2 separate regions of the Gossypium hirsutum genome follow, and region 1 is linked to region 2. The links are chromatin contacts, called in public Hi-C maps. All regions are on one chromosome and are shown on one strand. Each heading gives the region's core, a stretch centred on a gene start, on an enhancer-like site or on the middle of the called end of the contact. The rest is flanking DNA. Distances are from core to core; before and after follow the strand shown. Region 1 holds the start of LOC107925779 (probable mannitol dehydrogenase). Region 2 holds the start of LOC107951053 (F-box protein At3g07870).

What was found. A called contact is a pair of places that touch in the nucleus more often than the background predicts.
Region 1: a Hi-C map of leaf shows a contact between it and region 2, with 2.6 times the contacts expected there. The contact joins the promoter of LOC107925779 here to the promoter of LOC107951053 in region 2. A contact is called at or near these places in 2 of 34 Hi-C or Micro-C datasets (both in leaf).

Annotation. Positions count from the first base shown.
Region 1 is chrA12:48,006,277-48,011,501 of Gossypium_hirsutum_v2.1, forward strand. It overlaps LOC107925779 (probable mannitol dehydrogenase), which reads right to left and starts at 1,925. Exons shown (of 5, transcript XM_016856504.2): 1 at 1,578-1,925; 2 at 1,365-1,478; 3 at 705-1,218; 4 at 460-613; 5 at 18-366. The coding sequence starts at 1,687. The coding sequence ends at 161.
Region 2 is chrA12:47,034,849-47,040,160 of Gossypium_hirsutum_v2.1, forward strand. It overlaps LOC107951053 (F-box protein At3g07870), which reads right to left and starts at 2,780. Exons shown (of 3, transcript XR_005906668.1): 1 at 2,448-2,780.

The DNA.
Region 1 (5,225 bases), core at 675-3,174, 970 kb after region 2:
AAAAAGACTACTATGTATGTTCAAACAAAGATCATGAATGATTTATTTATTGAATTATAACATATTACATATTAGCTGATATTGCAATATCTACTAGTACAACAAAAACATTTGGTCCTGTACTTCCAATTCGTTATCCAATAATAAGAATAAAAGCACTTCAAGAATGAATTTTCAATGTATTTCCAATGTCGATCACAAATCTATATTTGACATCCGCTTTAAGAAGGCGTTCCATAGCTGTGTTCACATAATCCATAGCTATAACTTCAATGTCAGGTTTTACGTCATGTTTAGCTGCGAAATCAATCATCTCTTGAGTTTCCTTCATCCCTCCGATCAAGCTTCCTCCTATTACTTTCCTCCCTGCACTCAATTATGACTCTAATTTAAGATATCTTTGGGGAATTTGAGATCCCATATTACTCTTACGAAAAGATATTAGCAACAGATCATTACCTTGGATTAAAGGAAACACAGGCAACTCAAGTGGTTTCTCTGGAGCACCAAGAAGAACAAGCTTCCCGTGAGACTTCAACAGCGCAAGCAATGGCAGCACAGGGTGTTGAGCTGACACTGTGTCTATGATTCCGTCCAATGTGCCAATGGCACCCTATACACCAAATAAGGAACTTAGAAACTTATATACACTCACAAAAAACCCCTCATTAATAAATCATTGAAAGAAAGAAAAACATATAAACCTGAAGTTGATCTTGGTCTCGACTGACTAAAAACGAATCTGCACCAAGATTTTCCAAAGCTTCTTTCTTCTTATTCGGAGATGTGCTGATCACTGTGACTTTAACCCCCATTGCCTTGGCAAATTTTACTGCAACATGACCGAGTCCACCCAGTCCAACCACACCGATGTGCAAACCAGGCCTATCGAGTTCATAATATCTCAATGGACTATACACTGTAATCCCAGCACAGAGCAGTGGAGCGGCAGCATCAAGAGGCATGTTATCAGGTATGCGGACACTAAAGTGCTCGTCAGCAACCATAGTGTCGGAGTAGCCTCCGTATGTAATAGTTCCATCATAGTACTTGGCTCCGTAAGTAAGTACCATTTTGGGGCAATAGTTCTCAAGATTGTCTTTGCAGCTATCGCAGGAACGGCATGACCCGACCAGACACCCAACCCCAACACGGTCTCCAACTTTGAACTTTTGGACCTTACTTCCCACCTCCGTCACTTCACCGGCAATCTCGTGACTGCATCCAATATATATTATTTAGGTTGACCAATAAACTGTGGTTCATTGTTGCATGTGTCAATTTTTTGTCATCAAAGTAGTATTAGCATATATCCATGGAAATTGTTAGTTGATATATATAAAATATAAGAATGGAAAACATACCCAGGAACAAGAGGGTAGATGGAAGTACCCCATTCATTCTTGGCCATATGAAGATCAGAATGGCAAATCCCACAATAAAGCACCTTGAAGGCTACATCCTTCTCACCTGTTGCCCTGCAAGTGTCAAACCCCACATCAATCAAACACCCTTTGACAAGGGAACTGATTCAAAGACAGAGCAATGATAAAAAGTTTAAGGAGAAAAAAGAAAACCTTCTGGAAAATTTGAAGGGAGAGAGAACACCATAACTGTCTCTGGCAGCCCATCCAAAAGCCTTGTTAGGGTGCTCTTCTTCTGGCAATCTTGTCATTGTTGGATTCATAATTATTTCAACTCTTTTTCTAGCTTCAAAGCAAAGCAAATGCGTGCTCAAAACCTTATAAGCAGCTTTGAGGGATGGAAGCTGGTTATTTATAGCGCAAGATTTAGTGCCTACGCTGACGTACTGGGTGAGCCAAGGGTGAGCCAAAGAAGGATCTAGGGCCTTAACCAACTACCCAAAGCCAATTTGAAACCAGAGACTGTTTATCAATCACATGGTTCACATTTTCAATTTTCTCAACTCAGCCCAGCTACCTTTTTTTACATTTTAGATTTTTGTATGCTTCACATATCCAAACTCTTTCCCTTAAGAATTACTTTAAATGTATTTATTATTTCTTTATATTTTTTAAAGAATTTTTAATTAGATACTAGCCTGTAATTCATTATTACATTTATATATTAATGGCATATCAAATAAAAATTTGTTTTGAGAAAAAAAATCTGAATTTTCACGCTAGGTTGACTCTATTGTTACTAAAGAAACAACATGAGGTGAATAAAAACAACGTTAAAAATAAATGGAAACAAAATCTTCGGTGATTACTGATTAAGAATATGTTGATTTTAAAAATAATTTTATGGAAACTAATTAATCTCACAAGATATGCATATTACATAATTTAAGGATATATATAAAGAAATTAGTAGTGTATAACATATTTTCCAAAAGATTATATGTGAATCCTAGAAAAGGAAAGAAAATATTACATCCCACAAATGAAGGCATGTAATTTGGGCCGGGCTCGGGTCAGATTCAACTAAAAAATTAAGCCCGTTTATTAGGTCTAGGCTCGGCTTGGCCCAAAAAATAGGCTTAAAATTTACTCAAGCCCGACCGAGATAAAAAATATTAAAACTTGAGCCTGATCCGGCATGCCCATATTAATTTTTATATTATTTTTATATAATTTTAAAATATATATAATACATCAAAAATATTAAAAACATCAAAATAAATATTTCCCAACAAATTAAAAATAAATTTTAAAAAATATATATACTTAAATAACACTAAGATAGATGCAACTTAACAAGTAAATGCCTCTAAAATAATAACAAAATTAATAAATATTTTTAAAATAATAACAAAATTAACAATTAAATAAGTTTTAAATAATATTCAAACAATAACAATAAAATAGTAGCAACATAATAATAAAATGGTAGCAAAATAGGAAAAAAAAATAAGAAAATAATATTAAAAAATAAAAAAAAACAATTTTTTTTGTCCTTTAATGAAGTTAGGCCTGGCCAAAAAATGCATTATCCGATGCCTGATTTATTTTTTAAACGAGCTTTATTTTTTTGTCTAAACCCATTTTTCGAACTTATATTTTTATTTAAATCCTCCTACATTTTGGGAGGACTTCGAGAATTACTAAATAATCCGACTCATAAACAAGTATACTCGGTATTTAGTCTGAAAACGTCTACTACTGACCGGATGGTTTCACACTCACCTAATTCATCGTCATAACTCATTTGCTAGATCATACTCCAAGTCGTCACATTTCCTTTTGATAATTTTGGACGTAGCTCCTGTTTACCGAGAAATTAAATTATTTTATGGACTTTTTTCATCTTTATCATTTATAGTCATAAAATATTTTTTCCATATTTATGTGGCTATCAGCCAAACTCGTATCCGACACTCTCTTCATCTTCACATCACCATCGATGAAAGAAAAGACCTTTTATCCCTTCTCTCTTCTCTTGTAAAGTTTGCCTAATTATTAGGTAGTAATCTTTTTTTTTTCTATCTTCTCAGATCCAAGCAAATTTTTTTATCTCAATGTTTTATTTTTTATGGTTTTGCTAATGGGTATTTGGATCTTTTGGGGTTTCTTTGTTTTTGTTAACATAGTCAAAATCCTTGTACTTTTTATTTTCCTAATTTCTGTTTTGCATGTTTCTGTAGATGCTTTTTGTTTTTGTTCAACGTTTCTGTAGATGCTTTGAGTTGGGTTTTGTTGATTATTCATTGCTTTATTTGGAATTTGTATTGATGGGTTTGCCTTTGTACTTCTGGTTTTACGGTTTGGTGAGGCTTGGTGTTAATGGAGCTTCATTGAGAATTGACGATGGTGGAGGCGTATGAGCGGCGCCGCTTCGGACTTTAGCGGCGGTGACTTGAACGGAGTTTGATGATTGCAATCGTCAACCACGATGGTGGACTTGGGAGAAAATAAAAACAGATGAAAAACTAGAAGGAAAGAATGAAAATTGAAAAAGTTAATCAATTGATTAATTATTAATTATTTTTAATTAATCCTAATTAAAAGAAACTGAAAAAATTAAATTAAATAACCTTTAAACAATTTTGGACACATGGCATAATTTTATTGGTCGTTAATAAAAGTGTAAAATTTTAACACTATTAGTCAAGCACGTATAAAAGGAAGGAAGTTAGATTTATTATTTTCAAATTTACATGTAATTATATCTAAAAAAAAAAGTTTACTTACAAGTAACAACAAGTTCTCGAGTTCTGTACCAATGTATATTATCTCATATTACTAAACGATTATAAATTTTTATGTTTTAGTAGAAAATATAATTTTTAAATCATTATAAAAAAATTACACGTTTAAGACTGTTACATTGATGTTTTCAAGTTATTGTAACGATGATAATGCCAATTAAAAATTTATTTAAATTTATTTAGAATTAAAGTGTGAAAATTGTTTGTTGTACTAGTTGTATGCTGTCTTGGTACAATTTCTCATGGTGTTTTCTCGTTTTCATGGTTTTTTGGTTTGGAGCATCTCGTTCGTTTGAAAACTCGATGGGTAGCAAGGGTGATGATACAATGGAGAGAGGTCTAGCCGATCGGTGGTTTGAGGGGGAGAGGAGGAAGGTTGGCAGGTCGGTATGGCTGGGACAGTTAGGGCTATGGAAGACGACCTATGTGTGGTGAGGAGTTTTCTAACTGCTGGTGTGATCTATTTTCATGCCATGAAGACAACTCTCGCTAATCTCTGGCATCTCTATAGGGGGTTACAATGTCTGAATTGGGTGACAAAAGGTTTTTGTTCCGTTTTTGTTATGAAATTAATTGACTTCGACAAATTTTTGGACGGCAATCCCTAGACCTTTAATGGTTATCTGATAGTGTTCCATAGGCTACGGCTAGGAGAGGATTCGTTAGTGGTGACGTCAACCTCTGTGGATTTTGGGGTTCAAATCCACGATTTACCGTCTAGGTTAATTTCAGAAGCCATGTTTCACCAATTTGGAAACTTCATAGGTGTGTTTTTAGATTATGATATGAAGGCGATAGGGAATGGCTATCGAGGGTTCCTGCAGATTCGAGTTCGCCTTAATGTTTGGGGTCTGTTAAAAAGGAAAAAGAAGATTATTCTATCACTAGAGTGTTGTATTTTTGCCTGATTCCAATATGAAGGTCTCCCTGTGTTATGCTTCTTGTGTGGACGATTGGGACATTCGGAAGCTTTTTGCCCAGTTTGAATTGTGCATGGGAGGAAAGAGTTGCCACTTGAGTGGGATCTGCTGATTCGGGTTATTCCTGGGCAGGT
Region 2 (5,312 bases), core at 1,530-4,029:
TTCATCTCAATGACATATTGACAACAATTATCATAGAACTTCTATATGATCAATATACTGACCATCCCATAAAAAATTTTCCATGAGCCCCTAAAAATAACAGACACAACATTCATGATTGAACGACTAATGTAAAATTATGTATATTTTGTGTAAAATAGAGTCGGACAATGAGAATGGAAAACAAAGTACAGTAATGTAAGTAAAGAATCCTGATTCCCTGATTCCAAATACTGATAATCCGACTCAGTTCCCAAATTGTTTTCATCAAAATTTTGAGTTGATCCTCCAAAACATAATACACTCCTCTAACCTATGCTCTACTGCTAACTATCCCAAATTAACCATAACAATCTATCATAGTTAACCCCCTTTGTCAATATCAACCTAACTAGGTAATAGAATCCACGTCCCTGTTAGTACCAAAAAGGATGTCATTATCATCTCATTTCAATCTATGTTCCCAACAATACCAGTTAATATCAGTATATGACGATCCATTTTTTTATTTTTAAGATTTTGATCAATTAGTACAAGAGATTTTGGTTTTATTAATTTTGGAAAAGATCACTAATTTTGATTTTTTTTAACTCATTTTTTTTCATAACCATATTTAAAAATAGGTTCATTAGATTAGACCATTAACCTTAACTAATAATAATTTACTATATTTTAAATATTTATTTTATTTTAAAAAAAATGGATAGTAAATGGTTAAATATAATTAAGTTAATAGAAGTATACTTGTCTACCTATGTAGAAAAGTTTAAAATTTGATACACTAGAGGTGAATTTTCTTTTTACAAGCAAAGTTGAAATACTACCACGTGTTCTCAGCTTCTTAATTGTAATAACCGAATTTTAAAGGATAATCAAAATAATTAGACGGAAATTTAAGGGGTAACCGAAATAACCAAATCGAATTTCATCGGTTCAGTTTATCGATTTTGAGGTTTTTTACCTTTTAAATTTTTTAAAAATTTAAATTATTATGCATTATATAAATTAAAGTTTATAAATTATAAAATTGAAATTATAAATTATTAATTTGAGCTTGAATTTTATTTTTTATGTTTTTATGTTTGGGTTTTTTAGGTTGGGTACTTGGGCTGGATTTTATTTTACAATGGGCGGGTATAATTATAAAAATATTTTTTAATATTTAAAAAAATTGATTTATTCAATTTAGATTGTCAAAACCAAAAACAACCAAATTATCCATTTAAATTGAAATATGTAACTGACTAGACTGAAAATCGACTTAACTAAATTTTTTTGATTTATTCGGTATAATCGATTTAACTAATATTTTGCGGACTCTTACGCGTTCCCCCTAAAGAAGTATGTGTAATAACATGAGAAAAATTCTTTTCTCATTTATTACATTTGTATTACAATAATTAGACATAAAAAAATAATTAATACAATTTTAAACTTAAAATTAGAGAGATAAGCAGACGCTTTTGTTAAAAAAAAAAACCTCTTCAAAATAAGTAAAAAAGTTTTCTATCTTTGCTAAAACTAAATCATAAAAATAACTAAATATTACCGATTGAATTAATTTATTGTTCATTCATATATCAAAACATGCTTAATATTATAAATAATATTTATCAAACTAGCATAATTGATATGCTAAGAATTACTTGCATTAGTGCACTTTGTTATTTTCATAAAAACTTTTAATAAATATATTTATTCAGTTACAATGCTAGTGTACAAAAATCTAATTTTATCTTGAACTCCCATACTCAGTTATAAAATTTTCCTAATATTCATATCCAAGAATATGACAAGTAAACAAACATACTTCAAAAAATAATAACAAAATAAAAAGAATGTCGGAATAAAATAGCATCCATCAATTTCAAACTACGTTTTCTAATAAAATTCAAGGAATTGGTTGAAAAATTCCAAAATTCTGATCTTATCAAATAAGCAACTCATAAAGCAAAGCGCGCTAAGAAAAAAGAGCCAATAAAGTTAAGCTACATGAAATAATTTCCCACTTAATTATTTTAATATCTCTTTGTCGTATTATTGCTCCATAAGCTTCCGCATCATGACACGTGTTACTACCATCATCATATTTTCCTATTATTTACCAACAGATTTTAATAAAATAAATAAACATATAAATCCTACTTTTGTCCTAATACGTCCTATTCACCAAACCGCCTTCATGTAAATTCACCAAAACACCCTCGACAGCATCTCAAATTTTCAATATCATCCCTTTCCAACTTTATGCCCACTTTATTGCTAATTTTTTCCCCAATAATGCTATTCTTCTGTTTTTTTTCCCTTATTTTTGCAATAAATAGAAAGCTTTATTTTTCATACAAAAATTTATTCAAGCAATAGGCTTTCAAGTATAGAAATATTGATGAAGAAAACTTGGATAATCAATAAATTTGTAGAAAAATTAAAAGTTAATGAAATTATACCTTAAAATTTGCTCTCCAACAGCACAAAGAATACTGGGTTTCAAGGATATAGTGAGAAAAAGCTGTAGAAGCCAAGAAAAGGAACTTATTTGATTCACTTTGGTTCAAGCTTTTACATACTAAAGGAAAAGAAGATAAGGAAAGAAAGGGAATTGGTTGAAGGAAAAGAAGATGAAATCAAATGGAAAATATAAGGGGAAATGAGGGACGATGGATATCGGACATGGTTTTGGGGTTGTAGGTTTGTCAGCACATCATTATCCCAATATATCCATGGAAATTAAAGGACAATGCTATCCATAATTGCCTATTGAAAATGAAAGGATTTATGATTTGAGATATAATATAAATTTTATCGGCTATATTTATCTCTTTTTTTTTTTATCAATAAGAATTCAAATAATGCAAATCATTTGTTGTTGAATTATAAATTGATTACTTTAAATCTTAAAATAAATAATAATAAACCTATTACTTCAATGTAAGTATAATAATAGATAAGGATTTTCGGGTACATGTATGTAGAAAAGTTTTCAATCTTCTACCAGATTCTTCTACCGGTAGATACTCCGGAATTATTATTTGTATAAGGACTGTTACACTATGTATGGAAATGAAAAAGGTGACGGCAATGCAATCACTGAAATTTGTTTTTTTCCGAGACTAGTTACGTTTAATAATTTTCTTTCTTACGAGTATAAATATGATATATATAAGTATTAAAAATTTTATCACGTGGGTGTGCTCGAGAATATTATAGATGTATGTTTTAAAACAATATATATTAAATAATAAAATATATAATTTAAAATTAACTAATTATAATAACACATAAAATTAATACGGTATTAAAAAAATTAGATTAATTTATAAGTAAAACGAAATTTAAATATATAAATATATTAAACTAATAATACTAAATGCACTATAATTGTTATTGGCATAAGCTTTTAAGGTATATTAACATAAAAATGTATAAGAATTAGTGTTATTATGATGAATGTAATAAATTATGCATATTAAAATATAAAATATATTAAAATGAATAATAGTATATATATAGGATTAAAGAATTTAAGTGGTCCTTGTATTATAAGAATTAGATCAAATTAGTCATTCTATTATTAAATAAATTAATTTAATTTTTATATTATTAAAAAAATCAAATAAATCCAAATTGTAATATTGTTAACGTTTGCTGTCTAAAACATATCTTGAAAATTATTTGTTTTTAATTCCAAACAAAAGATTTCATTTATAAAATCATAAAAGCTTTAAAAATCTTAACTATATTAAACATTAAATGATATTTTTTAAACAATAAATGTTAATTTCATTCCAATTAAGCCTTATTTGGTTCTTTTTAACAGTACAATGATTAAATTGATTCATTTAATAATAGATGAACTAATTTGATAATGCCCTTATAATAGAGGGACCTCTCAAGTACATTCACCAATATATACATATATCATATGTACATATCATATCATATCATAATATATCATATATATTGTATATCTAAATGTGTTTACACTATAAAAATTTGATATGCGACAAAGGAAGTAATAAAGCATTTATAGAAGGAGAAATTGTAACATAAACCCTTTTAGAAAACTGATTTAGTTGAAATGATAGGAAACTGTAAATCTTTCAAAAAAAAATTGTAATAAAATTAGAATAAGCCGCACACACCGCCAAAAACAAATACTCCACTAACTTACTTGTTTTCTACTCTTAGTGTAAACAACTACACATCAAACAATAACTTGATATAATATCTGCCAGGCGGTTTGTTACAAAAGCACATCCAGACATTATTGATTGATTATGATGGTTAATACAGTGAATGGTACAAAAGGCATACTATACCGATTTGTAAGATATGTAGCATCAAAACTGACAACATTTCCAAAATATTGGTATGCCATTCTCGATCTCGCATACACTCAAAAACAATTTCCCATGTGACCACTTTTCATCAACTTGAATTGCATAAATGAAACCAGGATCTTTTGTCTGACATTCTTTGAAATACTTATACAACCTTTGTGCATCCCTTTTTTTAAGAAGCTTCTTTCTTTTATTTCCTAAATAATTTGTGATATTAGTCGACGTACAACCAATATTGTAATGGCTGCTACATTCTTGACTTAAAACTAATACAATTTTTTGAGTTGATACACCAACTTCATTCAATGTATTGATCAAATTCTTTTTGGTTGTTGTTATTTTTTCTGCCCACGAAGAAAACTTGCACTTATAGGTGTAAGAAGTTTGCCATTGTATTTATCTACAAACTTACTTACAATCTGCTTGCCTTCAACTTTCTTCAAACCATCATCTCTTTGCAACCAATTCTTGTTTCTTAACATTTCATACATTTTGCATCACTTTTTTTACAATCTTTTTATCGATCCTTCTCTAGAACAAGTGTAATCTACACCAATTAAAGATTTATTAATGCGAGACAAACGAGTGTGATTCTTTCGTATACTAAAACTAGTTCATATTGAATATACCTTATAACATGTCTCGGCATCTTCCAGGTCATCAAATTGCATTCGTTTGCATGGTTCTAATGATAATGATCCACCACAGGCACAAAATTTTTGAGTTAGCTTCCCATTAATGTCTTCAGTTGAATTAAAATCAATCTCATCTTGTTGTTCAATCCCAATTTTTGTTTCTTCTTCAAGGGAATTGTTATCAATAATAATCTCACCTCCTCTGAATGACCGCTTGCCATAACTCTATATTTTTTATGTGATCAATTACTAATATAAGATTGAAAATAAAATATATACAACACATATTGATAATTCAAATAAAAATTATGTATAAAAATATTATTAATACATATTC